4 separate regions of the Mus musculus genome follow, and regions 1, 2 and 4 are each linked to region 3. The links are chromatin contacts, called in public Hi-C and HiChIP or PLAC-seq maps. All regions are on one chromosome and are shown on one strand. Each heading gives the region's core, a stretch centred on a gene start, on an enhancer-like site or on the middle of the called end of the contact. The rest is flanking DNA. Distances are from core to core; before and after follow the strand shown. Region 1 has its middle 50 kb from the start of Tmem26. Region 2 overlaps Arid5b (AT rich interactive domain 5B (MRF1-like)). Region 3 overlaps Cabcoco1 (ciliary associated calcium binding coiled-coil 1). Region 4 overlaps Arid5b (AT rich interactive domain 5B (MRF1-like)).

Region 1 (2,700 bases), core at 78-2,577, 230 kb after region 3:
GTGAGTGTTGGGTTACGGCTGGCTCGCCCATCTACTTACGCATGTTCTCTTCACTGGAGGAGTCAAATTTCAGCCTAGCACAATCGATGAATGTTTATGAGGCTCATTATGGGTCTAGACTCCCCTCATGCTCAGTGCCATTATGAGCAAACACTAAGGCTTGGCTTTGAACCTCGTGGTATCTTATGCTGACCGGCTTCACTTACATCCTGGTTTGTGTACTTGGGGTCCTGTTTCTGTATTCTGTAGAATGCTTGGCCACTTGCTGGCATCACATAACTGTCCAATAAAAGTAGTGATAAAGTTGTAAATTGTTCTCTTGATTTGCCTCCATATTAAAAAATAGACTACACAGGAAGAAATACGTTCTCATGGTTTTTGGCAAAAGACAATTCAAAGCCTTTGTTAATGGGAACACAGACTCTTCTCTCTCCTGCTTAGTAATCAGGAAGATGAAAACTATTTACGCAAAGAATCCTGGCTGGATCATCCTTAAATCATTTATAACTCACTGAGTGCTTTGAATAATGGAGAAGCTAGGGGGGCCTCTGATTCAATTTTATCTCCTTTGTTTCTTTACTATCTTTGTGCTTTCTTACATTTAGAAGAATGTTACAAAAAAGAGGGTTGGGATTTTTTTTTAAAGAAAAGCTATTAAAAGCTTTTAGGAGGACTTGAGCTTTAATCAAACCTTTCTGTATTCAGGGAGGCCAAATCTCCATGGACCTGGAGACAGCCTGAACGTTAAGCATTTGAAAAGCAAACTAAATTCATGAGCTAAGCCTTGCTTCCTTCCCCTGTCAGCCTTATCATTCTTATAATAGATGCGACATTAGCTCAGTACATTCTATGACACAAAGTCTCCATTAGATCACAGTATCAAATGATGGGAGCGCATATTTACCTGACATTTTTCATTTATAAGTGCTACATTGCATATGTATTCATCTTCCTAGGCTAATTACTAAAAATAAAAAAAAAAAACCCAAAACCTCGGTAGTTTAAAAACTGTAGCTATCTTCCATGTTACAGTTCTGGGCCCAGCTCAGCTCAGCAGGCTCTCAGATCTATCTCAGCTGCTGAAATCAAAGCTGTACATGGTGTAATTGCTTGCAGGAGGCTCTAGGGCTGGGTTCAACTCTGAGCCTTTTTACACGGTTCTCAGAGCCCCATTCCGTAGGACTGTGGTTTCTGCTTCCTTCCTGGGTATTACGTAGATGTTTTTCTCAATAAGTACAGGCTACCTGCCTCTGATGACTAACCAGCTCCTCTCTCTCTCTGTAAAGCTAGACATCAAAGATCAAGTCCTTTTACGTGTTGAACCTTTAGCTCTCCTCTCTTCTCAATGGCTCACTTGATTCGATTAGGCTCACCCCAATAACCTAGAGCAATCTTACCATATCCTTATCTGGAAACTCCATTCTGCCCTCTAGTTCTTTTGCCATGTCAGCTTTGTACGACTCTGTGGTCAGGAAAGTCCATATTTTCCTTAGCTTATGGTGTGCATTAGGCAAGGGTTGCAGCGTTAGTCTGAAAGGCTTGTTTTTATTTTATGTGTCCAGCACATGTCTGTGCACAGTGACCCTGCAGAGCCCATGAGGGATGGTTGTGAGCTACCTTGCAGTTGCTGGGAACTGAGTTCTGATCCTTTGAAAGGTGACAAGTCCTCTTAGCTACTGATCCATCTCTACAGCCTCAGCTATCCTCATTTATAGATGAAGGAAGGCAGTGTCTTTGTGGTGTAATTAGTAATGATAATGAGAAGGTCAGTGGCTGGAGATCTTAGTTTCTGCTATTGTTAGCTTTAATTAACATTCAAGAATGCACAGCAAAATATTTCATCTGGGGACGTGAAGATGAAAGATACAGCTTATAATAGTTAATCTTCGCTGTTAAAATACCTGGACTTAAAATCAACCAGAAGCCCTACCTCTGTATTATCCTGTGAGGGCATTTTTCAGAGAGGTAGGTCCCATCTAAATGTGTGTCACGCCATCTCATTATCCCTGGTCCTAGTCTGAATAAAGAGGGAACCATGAGCTGAACACCCACATTTATCTCTCTCTGTTTCCCTGGAGATGTAACGTGACTAGCTGCTTCATTCTCCTGTCAGCATGGCTTCCCATGGTGATGGTCTGTATCCCTTCAAACAGTGAGCCAAAAGAAGTCCTTCCCTGCTTAAGTTGCTTTAGACAGACGCTGTGTCACAGCCATAAAAATAAGTGGTTCAAAGCAACCACACTCCTGCACCAAAACCCACACAGATACATACACAGACATTTTAAAAAAAATTAATATTTATAGAATTTGTATTTTTTTTTCTGTGTGAGTGTATGCATGCAAACCTGGGCGTGAAGCAATGGAGGGCCATGAAATCATACGCTAGGGAAGGCATCCATGTATAATGTGCCCTCACACTTAGGGATGCAAAGACATGGGGTTGAATGGAATAGACTAGACTAGGCTAGACTAAACTAGAAGGCTATGAAAGGAAAAAAAAAGAAAAAGAAAAAAGAAAATGAGTTTAGAGCTCTGATCCCAGCACTCGGGAGTTTGCAGCAGGAGAGACGAGTTTACAGAAGTCGAATCACAAACGATTTTTTTTTTAACCTCAACAACCAACACCAAACAAAAAATATCCAAGTCAAAACTGTTGATTGCTCGGTAGCTTTCTTTTCCACAGAACAGTTTTCTTGCTTG
Region 2 (2,700 bases), core at 92-2,591, 210 kb before region 3:
GTGTGAAATGGGCTGAAGAAGTAACCCCCACCCCAGGAGAGACCCAGTTGGTGCTGGTCTCAGGCTGAACTTGCTTGGGGGGGGGGCAATAAATGTGCTGCATCACGTGGAAGAAATGTTTATTGTTTTAATGATTAGCCTTTTCACTAGCTGCATCTGTAGTTGTTGTCAGCAGCCACTTAAGAGTCTTAAATGAAGACTCTGGAAGGTTTTTAAAAACAAATAGGCTGCTCTCAAGGGAAAGGTGATTTAAAGGAAACAAAAACAAAACAAAACAGAAAAACAAAAAACAACAACAACACCAGCAAACCAGGCAAGGATGGTGAGGAGAGTTGGAGTGGCCACTGGGAGGTACCACTGGGCAGAGTTTCCCTTTGTGCAGTTTAATTTGTTGCCAGACACACATTTGTGCTGTTTTAATTCTGTTCTTTCACTATTCACAGAGAGACGGGAAATGACACAAACTGGCATAAGAGGAAACTTACTAACTCTGAGCAAGAGAAGCACTTTCATTTAGCTGGGTTTTATATTATAAAAAAAAAAAATCTGCCTTTGAGAGTCAATCTAATTCTTTCGTTATTATTGATGTTTTTTTTAAACAGGCTAGAGGAACTGGGCTTTAAAAAAAAATAGCACACTCAAAGTTTGACTTTCTCCACGGAGAGGTGAGTTTTTCCATTCTTTGCTAGCTTCCTGGCTAGCGGGAGGGTCCTTAAGCAATCTCAAAAGTTCATCTTTCTTTGATGAGAACAATGAGGAAGGATCTACAGAAGAAAAGGCTCTGCGAGCTGAGAGCTTCCACTCACAGTGTGGTATTGGAGGTGGTTTTGGTGTGGCAGAGAGAGAGAGAGAGAGAGAGAGAGAGAGAGGGAGAGAGAGAGATACAGAGAGATACAGAGAGAGGGAGAGAGAGAAACGGAGACAGAGATAGAGACAGACACACAGAGACAGAGGTATAGAGACACAGAGAAAGAGACAGAGAGACACACAGAGAGATAGAGGCACACAGAGAAAGCCAGAGACAGAAACAGAAAGGAACAGAGACACAGAGAGACTGAGATTGAGTGAGAAAGAGAAAACTTGAGGTTAAAAAAAAAAGGCCAAAACAATCCTTTGATGTGACAGCCAGAGAAGGAGAGTCGGACAATCTCTGGGATGGGACAGTGCATGGCCAAGAGCATCCGCAGTGTTCCTGGTCTAAAAGCCCCCAGTCTAAAGCCTGACAATGTACATTCACAAACTTTAGATCAGACAGATAATGGAAACTCATTACATTAAGGAAAGTTTTTGTTTCTCTTTGCACATTATTACAACACAGCGTGCATTCCAATTACGAAAGCTATTTGTCTCAAATTCCCCACAGTTCATACCAACCCAATAGAATTTCAAGGCCCTACGTTCTGTCCTTAAAGGGGTGCCTCACATTTACAAAAAGAAAAGCTATGGGGTTTCTCTTGTTCGCCTAGAGGGTCCCTCAATCAATCTCCTGTTGGGTATCTCCCTTCCCAAGCTAACCCCACAAAAGGGTCCCAAATGACAGACTGACTGACTGACTGACAGACACACACACACATCCCAAACCATCTGGGAAGCCTTCTATCAGTCTACACTTGTGGGCTTCATCTCAGTCCCACAGAGAAGATTCTAGGGCAGCTGCACTTAGCCATTAGCCTGGTACTCCTTAGTAAATCTAAATGCCATTTGATTTCAAAGCCACTAATCTACATTTTCAAGACCAAACCATCAGCAGCAAGTGCTTTGAATAGTTAGACAAACCTGTTTCTTCTGGAACCACATGAGGTGAGGGGAGGGAGGGAGAGTGGGGGTGGAAACCACAAAGATTATGGACTTTTTTTTTTAAAAGGGCTGTGTGTGTATGTGTGTGTGCTCATTAATAAACTATCCCCTTGAAACACAAAACAACTATACAGAGAAACCCTGTCTCGAAAAAAAAAAAAAAAAAAAAAAGAAACACAAAACAACCCTGCTATAAATACTCTTGTTTACATGTGTGACATCAAGCTTAACCATTTACATAGCCTTTTGTCCCCCCACGGGTTTCCTGTTTAATGTTTTATTAGTAACGCTATATTCCATAACTCAAGGAAGAAAAAAAAAAGAGTCAGACAAAGGTTTTAATGTTAAGGTAAAAGCAAAGCAATCAAATGGAGACACAACAGTGGTCACACTGGAAGAAGGTGACCCAGCAGATTCACTGCTAGTCAACATTTTCACACATCATAAAAGTAGTCAGGGTGGGTTGATAAAACTGGGCCTGTGTGAACAGGAAATACGTAAAGACTATTTTTAAAAATTCCTCAGCCGAGAAGAAAGAAAAAAAGCTACCTTAATAATTTTCTATAATGTCGCTCATGACAAGAGGGCTGTGGGTCTAAAATGCCACTGTCGGACATCTATCAAAGAACTACCAGGCAACAGTTGCTAGAAATGGCAGGATGGTCTCGACGCTATTGCTCAAACAGCACGCCTCACCACAAACCAGAATCACATGAAAGAGAGTCAGTTCCCTGGTGTTATTCAGTCTATGTCTGTTAAAAAAAATCGTCAGGGTTTCTTGTAAAAGCTAAGTTCTAGGTTTAAAAACAAAACAAAACAGAAAAACCAGGAAGTTGTCACATTAAGGCATCAACCAGGCCCCTGAAAATCAGCACTATGGACTAATGAAAGAAAAGATGCCTC
Region 3 (2,700 bases), core at 17-2,516:
ACAACTACCTACCTGTGGTTTGCAGAAATTACTGGAGACAACACACCATGACGGATGGAAGCAGAACTACAATGGAAGACACTAAATCTTTTTGGTTTTATTCTTTTGGCGGGGGCGGGGAGGGGAGCAGCGGGGGGGGGGGGTGACCAGGGATACTTTCTGTTGTTTTGACAGCGTAAAGTCCCTGTGTAAGATGAGGCTGAGGCAGAGTTTATTTGGCTCATTTTAACTTCAAAGAGTTCTGGTTGAACTCCACAGTCATCAAGAAAATTGGGAAAGGGGGTGGGAAGCCTTCTTAAAAGTTTAGTAAAATGAGTTTCATCTAGAAATCTAGCGTTCAGGAGGCTAAACGGTTAGGATGTTTATAAAGTGCTACGAAACTTTGAGAGAAGTCAATGCTGTCATTGTCCCTGACTTTGAAGACCCGGCGTATCTATTTTAAGTAATCTGACATTAAAAAAATGTGCTGACAAATATAGATTTGAAAAACAACACAGGAAGTTGTAAATCAGCCCGTAACCCTTAGCATGGAGGAAGCAAGAGACCAGGGAAATGTAGCCATTTGCTTTAGTCAACCCCAGCCGTCCTGTCCTTTTTAACTGAAGAGAGTTTGCCAAAGGCATGATGTTTACATTTCAGATCTCTTGCTTTCTTTTTTGTCTTACTCCTCGTTTGTGTGCTTCTCTCGTCTCCAGTAGGCTCATAAATTATTACTAGGAAACATGTTATCATAGGTATAAATATTTCCCTCTCTGGTTAGCTCTGCTTGGTCCCCCTGCTACCTGTTTTAATATCTCCTAGTTGAGTCCTAAATTGTATTATTAGGGGCAGTCTTCAGGCTGACAGGGAAAAGGGGCTTCCTGTGTCAGAGGCGGCGCTGCAGGTCACTTTCTGGATGTTGTTACAGTAAAGGCAGACTCACTTTGGAGGAGTCTGGGTCCTTCCTCTTTACACACCGAGTTCTCTAAGAAAACTTTTTGCCTATATTTAGCAGACTCTGCCCGTTTACTCTTAAACACAGCTCGGAAGTATTTTGGTGATATCTAGATTCTAAGCTGGAATGTTCTAGATATCCAGGCTCCCTTTACCCTACTCCAACCCAGCCTGATGTATATTGAAATCCTGGACAGACTCCTCCTGCTTCTATCGAGAGTGAGAGCAGTTTCTTTGTGAAGTCCTTCTGAACTGCTTTAGGTCATCTCTGGTCCAGTTACAGAAGACACATTCCATGTTGCTGAATTTCAAACGGCCTTTGCTCTGTTTACACAAGTCGTCAGAAGCTGCCCAGACCCAGTGTTTTCCTGTAGTGATATAGCATATCTCAGCTGTACAGCCTGTGTGTTCTGGAGTTTTACTGGGCAGGCCTGGGCTTGCCCACTTACCCTATGTTATTGTCTTTTCAAGCCTCCCCCGTTTTCCAGCTTCTTTACCTTACTGATATCAGTGGCTTCACTTCTACAGGACACAAAGTAGAGTAATTATTCCCTCTGCCCAGGCCTAACGCTCAATCATCCAGGAAGCTCTTCGGGAACAGCTCCACAATGTTTATACATCTGCCTTACTTTGGCTCTTTGCCTTTCTTTTCTTTTTTTTTTTTTCTAATGTTTTTTTTTAATTGGGTATTTATTTCATTTACATTTCCAATGCTATCCCCAAAGTCCCCCACACACTCCCCCACCCACTCCCCCACCCATCCACTCCCACTTCTTGGCCCTGTCGTTCCACTGTACTGAGGCATATAAAGTTTGCACGACCAATGGGCCTCTCTTTCCACTGATGGCCGACTAGGCCATCTTCTGATTCATATGTAGCTAGAGACACGAGCTCAGGGCGGGGGGGGGGGGTGGTGGTACTGGTTTGTTCATATTGTTGTTCCACCTATAGGATTGCAGATCCCTTTAGCTCCTTGGGTACTTTCTCTAGCTCCTCCATTGGGGGCCCTGTGATCCATCCAATAGCTGACTGTAAGCATCCACTTCTGTGTTTGCTAGGCCCTGGCATAGTCTCACAAGAGACAGCTCTATCTGGGTCCGTTAGGCAAAATCTTGCTAGTGTATGCAATGGTGTCAGCGTTTGGAAGCTGATTTTGGGATGGATCCCCGGATATGGCAGTCTCTAGATGATCCATCCTTTCATCTCAGCACCAAACGTTGTCTCTGTAACTCCTTCCATGGGTGTTTTGATCCCAATTCTAAGAAGGGGGAAAGTGTCCACATACCTTTGCCTTTCTTGACCCTGCTCGTTTGCATCTTTGAAGCCCAAGTTCTTGCCTTCACAGACCTCAGGCTCCAGTTGTAAGAATTGCCAACGTTTTCTAACTTGTTTTACAAAGTGCAAAGTGACTAAACACACTGCGGGTGCTCAGTAGATATTTTTTAGAGAGAGGATGGTTAAAAAAGGATGGAGGGGCCTTGAGGTTGCTCAGAAGATAATGGTGTTTGTCATGAAAAGCTGGCAGCCTGAATTTAAGTCCCAGACCCCGTGAAAGGTGGGGACAGAGAAAACTAACTCCAGAGTTGTCCTCTGGCCTGCATGTGTGCTCCATGGTAAGAAGATCTCTTCATACACACCTCCCAACTGCACGCACGCACGCACGCACGTACGTACGTACGTACGTACGTAATTACGTATGTACTTACACATCTCCCATCGAGGTACTCACCAAGAGAAGGTTAAAAAAGGATGAAAGGAATAAACAGA
Region 4 (2,700 bases), core at 183-2,682, 240 kb before region 3:
GCGTCTTCATACATCAAACATCGGGTAACGGACAGGTGTTAAGAGACCCGGATAGCAGGATGTACATTGCGGGCGTTGAGATCTTCAACTTGACAGACCTGTTTCATCTCCGACCACATTCAAGTGCGACAGACTCAGAAACATTGCCTACGATCTCCCACACCTCGCCAGGTAAGATACGGTCCCGTTTGCGAGATGCCAACCGTGCTTCCTGGTGTTTATCCACATGGCAGTCATCACAACGCTTGACACCAAACCTACAGACACAATGACAATCACATCCTAGGGCCCCAGCCAGAATGTTCAGTTATTGAGCACAGTTGTGCCAGGAAAACAGTGCCTCTCGTTGAACATATGCTCTGGACAGGCAAGCGCTAAGCCTTCAGTGAGTGTTTAGTCACAGTAGCAAGCCCAGGAGGGATGGATGCGTTTGCTGCTTCCGACTTGTGCACAAGGAAACTGAGGTTGAGAGACATTATGCAGCTTGTTCAAGGTGACCTTACTCTGGACCCCAGGACGGTCTGATCCCACAGAGCACTAAAGTGGCTACTCCTCACAGGTCCTGTGAGAAGCTTCTAGCCAGGAAAACCTGTTATGAGAAGGGAGAAGGCACAAGCAGGCTCGGAATGAGGCAGCTTGCTGGCGTGAGAGATGCTCAGCAGAGGAATAACATTAGGGATGCAAGGGTCATATGGAACAGAGGTCAGGAGTCACAACCCTGGAAAGCCAAGATTCCCCCTCTTCTGATGCTGCATCAAGCATCCATCTACCTTGGAGGGTGTACGAAGTAGCTCATTCTAGGTTCACCATCGAATCCTTAGCTGCCAGTTAAGTGTAAGCAGGTATTTACCTTGCCCACCAAATGCTTCTGTGTTTAAGAGAGGCCACTGGAGGTGCTGGAGAGATGGCTCAGAGGTTAAGAGCACTGACTGCTCTTCCAAAGGCCCTGAGTTCAAATCCCAGTAACCACATGGTGGCTCTCAACCATCTGTAATGAGATTTGACACTCTCTTCAGGTGTGTCTAAAGACAGCTACAGTGTATTTACATAAAATAAATTAAAAAAAAAAAAGAGAGAGAGGCCACTGGAAATAGGAAGCCCAGTGAATTTCTGGAATGGGCAGCTATTTCTCCAAGGCCGTTAGAGTAACAATCCTATTTCATTTGCAGGTGGTTTAACGTGAGCATTGTTTCGGAGAGATAAGTAAACAAGGGTTCCCATCTCCTGGCTTCTCTCTTCCCGAGCCCTCCCCTGGTTCCACAGACATTTTTTGTATTGATTAAAGTACAATTACATTATGGTTGGGGTAAAAGCAGCTCTAGAATAAATCATTTTAAGAAGAAACCGAGGGGGGCTCGCTCTCCGTGCCCTACTAAAGTACGGCTGTCCGTCACGGCTGGAAAAGCTTCTTTTTGCAGTGGGCAATAATTAATACAGTGACTCATAGCTGGCGACATGCTGAGAATGAATGACTGTTAAGTGCCCAGCCCTAAATAGTACGTCCGAATCACCCCTGTACGACTCAGGGGCCATCACACACACACATACATACACACACACACACACACACACACACACACACACACACACACACAAACACACACACACAAAGCGGGGAGAGGGGTTGGAAAGATCCTAAGAGAGGGAGGATTGAGAGGCTCCTACAAAACACTGTTTTCTCAATATAATCATGAACACACAGTATAACCTAAAAGTAAGACTCGAAGCAGGAAGGGGACCTAGTTGGGAAGAAGAAAGGGGATCTATAATATTGGGATTCAAGAAGAGAGAACACACCAGCGGATGTAAATACAGTCACAGTACAAGCCAGACTTGTGCAAACTTATAATAAGCTAAATTAAAATGATCAAAGAAGAGAGGCAGGAGTAGAGATGGTATCCTGGGAAGAAGCAATATAGAAAGAGCCATGAGGCAGGCTTTGGCTTTGCAGAGATGTGCTAGCTCATGCCATGTCTGCATTTCCATTTCCTGTTCTCTGCACAGATGGGGAGGTGGAGCCAGGGAGGGTAGCCGCGTTGCGACTTCCAGTAACCCAGAATCACCATTGCCCTCTTTGCTTCTCCTCCATAGGAAAGTCTTAACGCTTATATGATAGAACTGCCTGGGTAGAAATACAAATATGTCGTCAAATATTCTACATGGATGCCTAAGGTTTGTGGCGTTCCGTAGGGCCATGGGAACAGTCATGGCCAACGTGGCTAAGACACTTCTGAGATATAGGTATTTCCATGCACGCATATAAATGCTCCTGAAAGGGAAGCTTGAATACAGTAGAAACTAGTAAGGTCAGGATCTAGGATGCAGAAGGAATTCTTCACAGCCAGAAAAGACAGTAGGGTAAGAAGATGGACATACTAACCACCTGACCACGGGAATAGGATGCAGTGACTATGATGGTCAGCAGCAGTCTGCTCCTGCTTTTGAGAGCCCACAATGGTCCCGGGTAAAACAGGACGTGTGACATCGCTAATGAGTAGAAGAGGTTTAGTCGGCTTCCATAAGTCTCAGAAGAAGGACAAAACCACGCCCCTCTGTGGGGAGTTCCCTTAAGATGAAGGTTGGGCTAGAGCTCTTTTGGCTGTCAACTTCAACAGACAGCCATGTGGCCACTGCTGTCTGACTTTCTGCCTTAAAAAAAAACAAAAACAAAAACAAAAACAAAACTGGAAGGGGCACTGG

The links. A called contact is a pair of places that touch in the nucleus more often than the background predicts. HiChIP or PLAC-seq counts read pairs in DNA pulled down with a chosen protein or histone mark.
Region 1: a contact with region 3 is called in an H3K27ac HiChIP or PLAC-seq map of regulatory T cells, with 2.5 times the contacts expected there. The contact joins two enhancer-like sites. A contact is called at or near these places in 3 of 484 Hi-C or Micro-C datasets (all in CD4 T cells) and 1 of 115 datasets of contacts at active chromatin or transcription factors (regulatory T cells).
Region 2: a Hi-C map of Th1 cells shows a contact between it and region 3, with 3 times the contacts expected there. The contact joins two enhancer-like sites. A contact is called at or near these places in 4 of 484 Hi-C or Micro-C datasets (CD4 T cells, Th1 cells, bone marrow-derived macrophages and 1 more) and 2 of 115 datasets of contacts at active chromatin or transcription factors (bone marrow-derived macrophages and embryonic stem cells).
Region 4: a FOXA1 HiChIP or PLAC-seq map of pancreatic cancer cells shows a contact between it and region 3. The contact joins two enhancer-like sites. A contact is called at or near these places in 2 of 484 Hi-C or Micro-C datasets (embryonic stem cells and liver) and 1 of 115 datasets of contacts at active chromatin or transcription factors (pancreatic cancer cells).

The regions. Positions count from the first base shown.
Region 1 is chr10:68,672,509-68,675,208 of GRCm38.p6, forward strand. No RefSeq gene overlaps it. Among named protein-coding and RNA genes, the nearest start is that of Tmem26, 50 kb to the right of the region's middle. Within about 2 kb of position 1,328, at least 60 of the 459 cell types and tissues checked have an H3K27ac peak or open chromatin away from gene starts, as enhancers often do. A contact at or near this core is called in regulatory T cells, where this site is marked.
Region 2 is chr10:68,238,515-68,241,214 of GRCm38.p6, forward strand. The region is part of intron 3 of Arid5b (AT rich interactive domain 5B (MRF1-like)); the gene reads right to left. Among named protein-coding and RNA genes, the nearest start is that of Arid5b, 39 kb to the right of the region's middle. Within about 2 kb of position 1,342, at least 126 of the 459 cell types and tissues checked have an H3K27ac peak or open chromatin away from gene starts, as enhancers often do. A contact at or near this core is called in Th1 cells and bone marrow-derived macrophages, where this site is marked.
Region 3 is chr10:68,445,560-68,448,259 of GRCm38.p6, forward strand. The region is part of intron 5 of Cabcoco1 (ciliary associated calcium binding coiled-coil 1); the gene reads right to left. Among named protein-coding and RNA genes, the nearest start is that of Gm40683, 60 kb to the left of the region's middle. Within about 2 kb of position 1,267, at least 135 of the 459 cell types and tissues checked have an H3K27ac peak or open chromatin away from gene starts, as enhancers often do. A contact at or near this core is called in Th1 cells, bone marrow-derived macrophages, pancreatic cancer cells and 1 more, where this site is marked.
Region 4 is chr10:68,202,074-68,204,773 of GRCm38.p6, forward strand. The region is part of intron 3 of Arid5b (AT rich interactive domain 5B (MRF1-like)); the gene reads right to left. The region is part of intron 2 of Gm51770 (a long non-coding RNA gene); the gene reads left to right. Among named protein-coding and RNA genes, the nearest start is that of Gm51770, 52 kb to the left of the region's middle. Within about 2 kb of position 1,433, at least 20 of the 459 cell types and tissues checked have an H3K27ac peak or open chromatin away from gene starts, as enhancers often do. A contact at or near this core is called in pancreatic cancer cells, where this site is marked.